2 separate regions of the Sus scrofa genome follow, and region 2 is linked to region 1. Evidence: chromatin contacts called from public HiChIP or PLAC-seq data. All regions are on one chromosome and are shown on one strand. The core of a region is the stretch at or near the end of the contact, and the rest is flanking DNA. Distances in the headings are between cores, read along the strand shown. Region 1 overlaps LPP (lipoma-preferred partner). Region 2 overlaps LPP (lipoma-preferred partner).

The links. HiChIP or PLAC-seq counts read pairs in DNA pulled down with a chosen protein or histone mark.
Region 2: a contact with region 1 is called in an H3K27ac HiChIP or PLAC-seq map of alveolar macrophages. The contact joins two enhancer-like sites. A contact is called at or near these places in 2 of 2 datasets of contacts at active chromatin or transcription factors (alveolar macrophages and skeletal muscle).

The regions. Positions count from the first base shown.
Region 1 is chr13:126,175,779-126,180,177 of Sscrofa11.1, forward strand. The region is part of intron 5 of LPP (lipoma-preferred partner); the gene reads left to right. Among named protein-coding and RNA genes, the nearest start is that of MIR28, 100 kb to the right of the region's middle. Within about 2 kb of position 1,738, at least 6 of the 83 cell types and tissues checked have an H3K27ac peak or open chromatin away from gene starts, as enhancers often do. A contact at or near this core is called in alveolar macrophages, where this site is marked.
Region 2 is chr13:126,384,104-126,388,660 of Sscrofa11.1, forward strand. The region is part of intron 8 of LPP (lipoma-preferred partner); the gene reads left to right. Among named protein-coding and RNA genes, the nearest start is that of MIR28, 100 kb to the left of the region's middle. Within about 2 kb of position 3,133, at least 5 of the 83 cell types and tissues checked have an H3K27ac peak or open chromatin away from gene starts, as enhancers often do. A contact at or near this core is called in alveolar macrophages, where this site is marked.

The DNA of each region.
Region 1 (4,399 bases), core at 488-2,987:
CTCTACTGTTTTTTAACATCTTCGCCTTCTATTATCTTTATTTCTATTTCCCCATCAGTCTCTTGATTGTATTTCTTCTTTTCAAACTTATAGTCTATGATTCAGTATTTCAGCTCACCCTTGCCTCTATTGACTCTCTTTCAGTAAGCTTTTCCCAGAGTTTTACGTTGTGTACCTTTCCTGTTTAAACCAGCAGCACACTTACACCTTTTTGCCAACTTTTCTAGGTCTTTCATGCTCTCTTGGTTTTCTTTCTAATTTTCTGAACAAGTCCCCATATAGGGATCTGTTTAGCTCCTCTTGTTCTGCCTTCCCTTGGATGTTGGTTTCTTTGGTAGTGGTGGCGATGGGGGTCAGGGGTGTGGGGTGTCTTTCCTAGAGTCTGTTATTGTTATTCTTCCCATACTTGATTTGGAGACTCTCACTTCTGTGGCCTCAGTTACCTGTGTTGTAATGTTGTTATGTAGATCTGTTTCAGCAAGCTTTCTTGCACTTCACATCCAGACCTTTCTAAGTGCTTATTAGCCTGGTGCATTTGCATATATCACACAAGATTTAGTCTCAACATGTCTAAAATAAATTCATCAACTTCTCTCCAGAATTCTTTCTACCTTCTGTGTTGTTAAATTGAATGGTGTCACCATCCAACCAGATTCCTAAGCCAGAAGTCTACACTCCTGTCTTTCCCTTATTGTCGATTTTACCTCTCAAATATTTCACAGACCTTTCTGCTTCTTCCCATCTCCGCTGCCTTCAACAGATTTCACATGTACCATATTTGTATGGTGTTGGTAAAACGCTCCTAACTGGTTTCTTGGTAGCCCCTTTTCTGCCACCCAATCTGTTCCTAAAATGCAAATCTCACTGTAGTATTTCCCTAACACCTTAGTTTTTTAGCTCAGTAGTATAACAGAATGATTAAGTAAACAGACCTTGAAATCAATTAGAAATGGATTTGAATCTCACTTTGAATCTCATTGTTATGTGATTCTGGACAAGTAACCATTTTTGCTTTGCTCTCATATGTAAACTAGGACTAGTAAAGCACTTCTTTTTCTCCATTCCCCCCCCCTTTTTAAAAGATGTTATATGCCCTTTTGACTTCTTTTACTACTGCCCTTCTTATGCTCTATGAAACTACACTGGGCTTCTGTCAGGTCCCCAACGGTATTGAGCTGCTACTGGACAGTCATATGCTATTTTCTCTACCAGGACCACTATCCATGGCCCCAGCCCTCTGCTGCCTTGTCTCAGCATAGATGTCATTTCCCTTGAGAAATTGTTCAGCAGCTTTTTCTGCTCTTATGTAGTTTAGATACCCTTGTTAAACAGTGCTCCTATATCATTTACCTTGAATTTCCCAATCCCCATACTTTGCACCCTTCCCTGTAAATGCTCATTTAGTCCCAGCCTCCTCCTCCCACTTGATCACATGCTGTAAATTCCCTGAAGACACTGACCTCCTGAGAAAGAGAGAGATGCTGTTCTTACGGTTAAGCTTCCTGTCCCTGCTGCCCAGTGCTTAGCAGTGTCTCACAAAGACTGAGCACTCAGTAAATATTTGATGAATGCTTATAAATAAGATGGTTTCCCTAATTTACTTATGTTTCCAACAAAGTGATCACATTGTTCCTTCTGAGGGTGAAAAAAACATACCATAAAAAATCATTACCCTACCTCTGTGATGGCTCTGCAGGAACCTGACTGCTTCTAGAGAGTTGTTTACACAATCAAATCAAGTGGTATTTTGCTAGGAGGGAAAGCCCCAGGACAAGTCCCTGTCTTGACCACAAAGTTCTGTGTTTTCTGTCTTTCCTTTTGAAATCTTGGTTTCAGCAAAGCAACATTTTATCACCCCCCTACAATCCTATAAATGTAATATAGAAATGTGCATACACTGGTTCCCAATAGGTTGTAATGTTAGGCCTTGGATGGGTTGTGGGAGAAAACAGCAACCAACATATCTACTTTTAACATTACTTGGAAGGAAGTTTCTAGTTCTAGGTATGTAACTGACAAGCTTTCATGGAGAGCCTCTTTACTTTTCTATCTAGCTTTTGGGAGGTTTTTTTTTTTTTTTTTTTTTTTTTTTTTTTTTTTTTTTAGCAGTTCTACATGCTGAAAGAAAGTTCACAAATTTTAAAAGAAAATGTGGCCCTTTTCATTAGCTCCTTTTACCTCATGCTGAGTCATGGATGAGAGAGAATTTGTAGGCGGCTGAGCTGCAGGAAAAGTAATACTGTCATTTACACTTGCAGGCTGTTATGCTTTCCAGAAAACTTTTTCCGTAGGTTGTGAAAGTGATTAATCTGCTGTTAAAACTGACAAAAAGGTTCTCTGATAAGAACAAGAATTAAATGAGGGATTTTTTTTCTTTAAAAAGTAGCTCCTATTTCCAGTTTTAGACCAGGAAAAAATAGATTTAGATGTTGTTTTTTACTTTTGGTCTTTTTTGCGTCTGTGTGAATTTGTTCGTGGCTTAAAACAATCACAGGACATTTTCTATTTAAATTATGTCTATTTATTGGCATGGTTCATGCCTTATGTTTTATATCTAAATTATTCATTTTTACATCCTGTTCCCTCACTTTTTTTCCCTTTCATATTTCTATATCTGGGTCTTACTTTTTAATACGTTACGCACCATCTTACTTCTCAAATCCAGATTTCTTCAACCAGCTTCTTTTTTGAACATTGAAACTGGTGAAGATGGTCTTTGTTCCTTCTGTGATATAATTTTCTCCCTCTCTGAAAAATTCCACTCATGTAGCATTTCTACAAGTTTTAACAATTTGAACAAAAGTTGTTTGGTATAACGGAAATGAAACATCTTTGCCTTAAGAGTTTAGAAAATATGTTTTCCTGTTTTATTTACAAAAAAATGCTTTGAGATATAAAGCTTTTCCCCTGAGTTCTGGCAAATAAGCATGTCCTTTGAACATTTCTCCAGGAACCTCACATTTCAACTGGCAACCTAAAGGAACAAATAAATATATAAATCCCATGGCATAACTCAACATTTTTGTAATTTGGTAGAGAACCAGTGACTCATTTAGAGAATTCAGAGTCCTCAAGAAGGTAAAATAACATGTTAGAAGTTCATTAAAGTTGTTGCCGTTAGCATTTTTATGCCTTTTTTTTTTTTTTAAATAACAAGTTCGTATGGGTTGTTAAAATGCAGTATGGAGGTACCTTAGAAAACTATACATAGAACTACCATATGACCCAGCAGTCCTACTCTTGGGCCTATATCCAGACAAAACTTTCCTTGAAAAAGACACATGCACCCGTATGTTCATTGCAGCACTATTCACAATAGCTAAGACTTGGAAACAACCTAAATGTCCATTGACAGATGAATGGGTTAGGAAATTGTGGTATATATACACAATGCAATACTACTCAGCCATAAAAAATACAAAATCGTGCCATTTGCAGCAACATGGATGGAACTAGAGACTCTCACACTGAATGACGTAAGTCAGAAAGGGAAAGACAGATACTATATGATATCACTTATATCTGGAATCTAATATATGGCACAAATGAACCTTTCCACCAAAAAGAAAATGATGGACTTGGAGAATACACTTGTGGTTGCCAAGGGGGAGGGCGAGGGAGTGGAATGGATGGCATGCTTGGGGTTAATAGATGCAGACTATTGCATTTGGAATGGATTAGCAATGAGCTCCTTTGGTGTAGCACTGGGAACTTTGTCTGCTCACTTGTGATGGAGAATGATAATGTGAGAAAAAAGCATGTATACATGTATGTGTAACTGGGTCACCATGCTGTACAGTGGAAAATTGACAGAACACTGTAAACCAGCTATAATGGAAAAAAATAAAAATCATTATATATGTTTAAAAAAAATGCACTGGTTTGACCCTCATTGCTTTACAATTTTACTTCTCTGAAGGCTCACCATTTTATGTTAGGGTAAGCCAGGATATTTTCTCTTTTTTTCTTCCTCCTCTCCTTGTGTTTTGAAGACTGCCTTCTGAGTGTGTGCCATTCCTTTGGCAGCTGAATGGATGGTGCCTGGGAGTGGAATCCAGAGAGGATTCTCTCACAACTCTGACAGCACAGTCCCCAGTGGACAGAGAAATGGCCCCTTCTCTAACTAGATGGACCAGCCTAGATGACTTGGCATTCTTCTTTCAGTCCTAAAGTTTGGATACACGTACTGCTTTTGCCCTTGGGCTACAAACCCAAGTTTTAAAATTCTTAGTTGAAAATGTCCAAACCATTTACAATCGAAAACTTGTTCTGCTCTGTATTTTTATGGTATTTTATAGGGGAAAAAGTAGAGAACATGTAAATGCACTTGTTTTATATCTGAATTGCCAAGATTATTTCTGTTCCTTCATTAAATGTGTGTGAAATATATGAAAACACA
Region 2 (4,557 bases), core at 1,883-4,382, 210 kb after region 1:
CATCAACAGGCAATTCATAGAAGAGGCAATAAAAATAGCTGCTAAACCTATGAAAAGATGTTCAGTCTTATTTTATTTAAAGGAATGCAATTTAAAATACATTTTTCCCTTATCAGAATGGCCATGATTTATACATTTAATACCTAGTTTGGGCAAAGATATGGGAAACACGTACTCTCATGTGTTTTTGATTGGAGTATGATTTGATATGATCTTTTGGAAACAAAATTTAGTACTATTTTTCAGAATTTTAATTGTACCGTATTTTGACACCAGGATTTAATTTCAAATAATATGCTGTTTGATAGATTTGCACAGGGGCACAGCAGAACCTGTTCAGAAATATGCATTGCGGTATTGTCTGTAATATTAAAGATTAGTTAAATAAAATTACAGAATATAAGATATAGCAGTTTTATACAGTAACAGGAAGACTATTAGAAAAAAAAAGACACCCAGAAAAACTAGTTTAAGGAAAAACAATGAGCAAGAAACAGAACAGTACATAAAGAATCTCATTTGTGTTTAAAGAACAACTTCTTAAAAGACTGTTTTTTGTGAATGTGTGTGTGTGTGTCTGCACACACCCACCCACGCATGTACAAGCATAAAGAAATTGTAGGAATTGTCAACTTTTTTTTGGTGGTTACTTCTGGACTGGGGTTTTTCCACTTTATATATTCTTCTGTACCAACTCGATTTTTAAATGAGTATACAAGTATATAGATATAAAAATTTGTAAAGTTATCATCCAGCTTAGGTAACTTTTTTTTTTGTTTTGGGTTTTTTTTTTTTTTTTTTTTTTTTTTTGTCTTTTTGCCTTTTCTAGGGCCACTCCCGCGGCATATGGAGGTTCCCAGGCTAGGGGTCCAATCAGAGCTGCAGCCACTGGCCTACGCCAAAGCCACAGCAACATGGGATCTGAGCTGCATCTGTGACCTACACCACAGCTCACGGCAACGCCGGATCTTCAACCCACTGAGCAAGGGCAGGGATCGAACCTGCAACCTCATGGTTCCTAGTCGGATTTGTTAACCACTGAGCCACGACGGGAACTCCTAACTTTTCTTATTCCAGCGAGCTGTAGTAGTTTTCATTGGTTTGCCCAATTTAATTGACCCAAGAAGAAAAACCTTAAAATGCACACACACACACACACACACACACACACACACACACTCACTCTTTGGAAGCTTTAAATGTGTATGACTTTTAAAGTAAAAAGAAAATTACTAATCTCATTCAGCAAGTCTGAATTGCCACCTTCGCCCCAAACCAACAGCAAGCAGGTAACTAATCTTTGGCCTTTCCTGCACCTTGTGACGTGTCAGCAGTCCTGGGGCACAGGCCTCAGAGTGAGCTGCTCCAGAGGCCCCCAGTCACTTCTCAACAAGTGCCTTTTTCTGCAAATAAAGGCCCTACATCTGAGACAAAGGAGTGCTTGGCCACTTCTACCTCCCTCTGGCCCTTTTGCCACCTAGACTCACATTTGCCTCCTACTCCAGAATATCTTCTTAACAGTAGAATGATTTTTCTGAAAATCATAGCTAATCGTGTTGCTCCCCTATTCAAACCCTTCAGTGGGTTCCTCTTCCCAGTGCTCCCTGTCTCTAGTTATTCTGTGTATAAATGAAAAACTTAATGTATTTTAATGTGCCCTCGTCTGTGGGACCTTTTGTCCCTGGCCTTCAGCAGGTTAGCTTGTGTTGAATAAGTGAGTGCCTGATGGTGGCTGAGCAAATACAGACCTTTTGTGCATCTCCAGCCTCATTCCTTCTGTCTCCACTCTAATCACATTGGGCCACTTGCTCTTTTCCAGTCTAACTGTGGTTGGTCCACTCACAGCCCTCGGCACATAGTCTTTCTCTGCCTAGAGTACTTTCCCATCTGTCAGATCTCAGTTGTCTTTTCACTTCCTCTGTGGAGACTCTCTGGCCTCTCAAGACTGTTTTGTGTTACTGGTGTGTACAGTTCATAGGGATTTGCTGTCCCTTCCTAGCACCCATTACTTTTTAGTCTGGTTTTGGGTTTGTCTGCATCCCCACTCTTTGAGGCCAGGGAAAGTTTCTGTCCTCCGATATATTGAAGACTCTGTTATAGCCCCTGCCACAACCTGGTGCCTGACATGTAGAAGATGCTTTATCAGTGCGCACTGAGTGAATGAGCTCTAGACAATACAAACCCCACATCTTCTGAGCCTGAACACCCTGCTCTTGCTCCTGTGCTAGATTCCCTTCCCACTGCCTCCATCCCCTTGTTCTGTCCCCTCAGCCCAAGCACTGTGCAGCCTGATTGGGCATAAGTTCAGAGTTTTTAGGACAAGATAGGAATGGACAGTTTAATGTCCTTCAAGATCGTTAAACAGTTTTGGAATCATACTATACTTGGAATCTTTCTCACTCTGAGACTTGTTTTCCATCTTTCCTAGTTTCTGCTCTGGTCGGATTGGTTCGGCATGTCAGTCAATGTTTATGGGTTTAGGGAGTGGCACCATAATAACCCTTTTTCCTCCCACCTAATGCAGGCTCACTGACTCCACCTCTGATTGTGCCAGGCATTACCAGTTTTGAAGCAGGGCTGCAAATCCTACCTTTCTGTTTAGGGTTTCAGTAAACCTCTTATTAAAAGTCTTAAGAATTCAGATTTGCACTGGCAGAAATTTAGAATTATTTGTTCCCTCTTCTTCTGAAGGGCTCCCAATGACACAGTGCAGTGCAGTGGAAACCATCTAAAAATGTACAGATTTCTTCTAGGAGTAAATAAACTTACCCTGCTGACCCTGAGGCAGAGGAGAAATAGCAGAAAGCAAATAAGAATGGATTAGATGAACCTGTACCTCCTCTTCCCCACTCACTCATAATGTGCGTTGAAATCAGAAATCAGGTAAAATCAAAGTGGGTTCCTCCGCTGAGTCCCCTACTCTGCTAATAAGACTTTTGGGATACATGAGGCACCACATTCAAGTTTAGCTCTGTGGATAGAGTAAGATAAAGATGAAGCTACATTTAGTTGAAAACTTCCTCACTTTTTGGAGTGAGGGAAGAATTTTATAAAGAGTGGAAGCCACAGCAATCTTGAAGCTCTGAAGAGGGGAGGAACCCGGGCTGTGAACTGTGAGTGTGCCTCTAGTCCCTCTGGTGGGCACTGTCCACATCACAGCGAGCCTGGCTGTGGTGGCCGTTAGCTTCAGAGGGGCTAGCAGATAGCAGTCAGAGGCACAGAGAAGTCTTCTGTTATTTAGAAATCTAGAAGGAAGAGATTATAAAGATAAAAGATTCAAGTCTCTTTTTTCCATTGTACTGATGGTGAAAGTACGTTACTTCAGATTATTTAATAATCAAATATCATATAGAAGTCTGACATTATTTTAATGGCTCATTTCTAAGGAAGATAACTCCCTAGTTCCCCAGGATCACCAGTGTAACAAGTGAATTTAGACTTCTTTTCTCAAACTTTCTGGCATATTCTGCACCTGTAGTTCAAGCGGCTGTGGTTGTCTCCCACCACTCTATCCTCCTCCCAATTTATGTTTTACTGGATTTATATTAGAAGATAAGGAGGAACACATAGTTTTTAAAACCCATTTCTTTAAGTGCTAAAAGAATAAGTCATTGGAATAAGCCATAGAGGATATTTGGGGGTTCAGCATAAATAAAGGATTTTGTAACAATGAATATAAGGTGAAAAGAGCCACCTCAAGGGTCCCTCCCACTTTCTCTCTTATGAAGGTCTTGACTGAGGCTGTTGATGACCTGTGATGACAAGGATTACTTTCTGCACTGGCTAGGAGCTGGACATAATGGCCCTAAGTTCTTTTGCATCCCTGGGAATCTACAACCACTGAGAAATGGAGCAGTAGAACTGGACAGAAAAGCCAAGTTAGAAGTAGATTTGAAATCTACCCTTATGCTTTCACCTCAAACATTAGGGAGAAAGATAACTCAAAAAATATAACTTTCTTAATGTCATGCCTTATATATTAGTTTGGCCAAATAATACTGACTGCTGTCACAAATAAACCCCCACACCTTAGTGATTTAACACAAGATTTTATTTCTCTGTGATAAAATCAGCTATCTGGCAGGTGCTTTCCAACTGGGGGATGGGGCTCTGCCTTATTCGGTCCACTGGCTCCGTCATCCACTAGAGTTGACGGGTCCCATGCTAGATTCTCTACACTGGGCAGGAGAGGGAAGACACAGCACTGAGGAACTTCTGAGGTCCTAGTGGGGATGTTTATGGGCCAGCTGGCAAATATGGTGTAATGTTCCTTTCTGCTCATATTCCATTGACCGGGACTCAGTCATTTGGCTACACTTGCAAAGAATGCTTGGAAATGTAGCCACTGTGTGCCCCCAAAGAAGAGGAAGTGGTTTGGTGTACATTTAGCTAGTCTCTGCATGCTTTCACCGCCATCATCATCATCATCATCATCATCATCAGTATGCTTTCCTGGAATTTTCCAAATCAAATCTTGTGTGTTCTTTAGCTTAAAGTATTTAAAAGACCACTTTACCATAATATGATTTATTTTTATTCTTCTATATGTTTTCTATC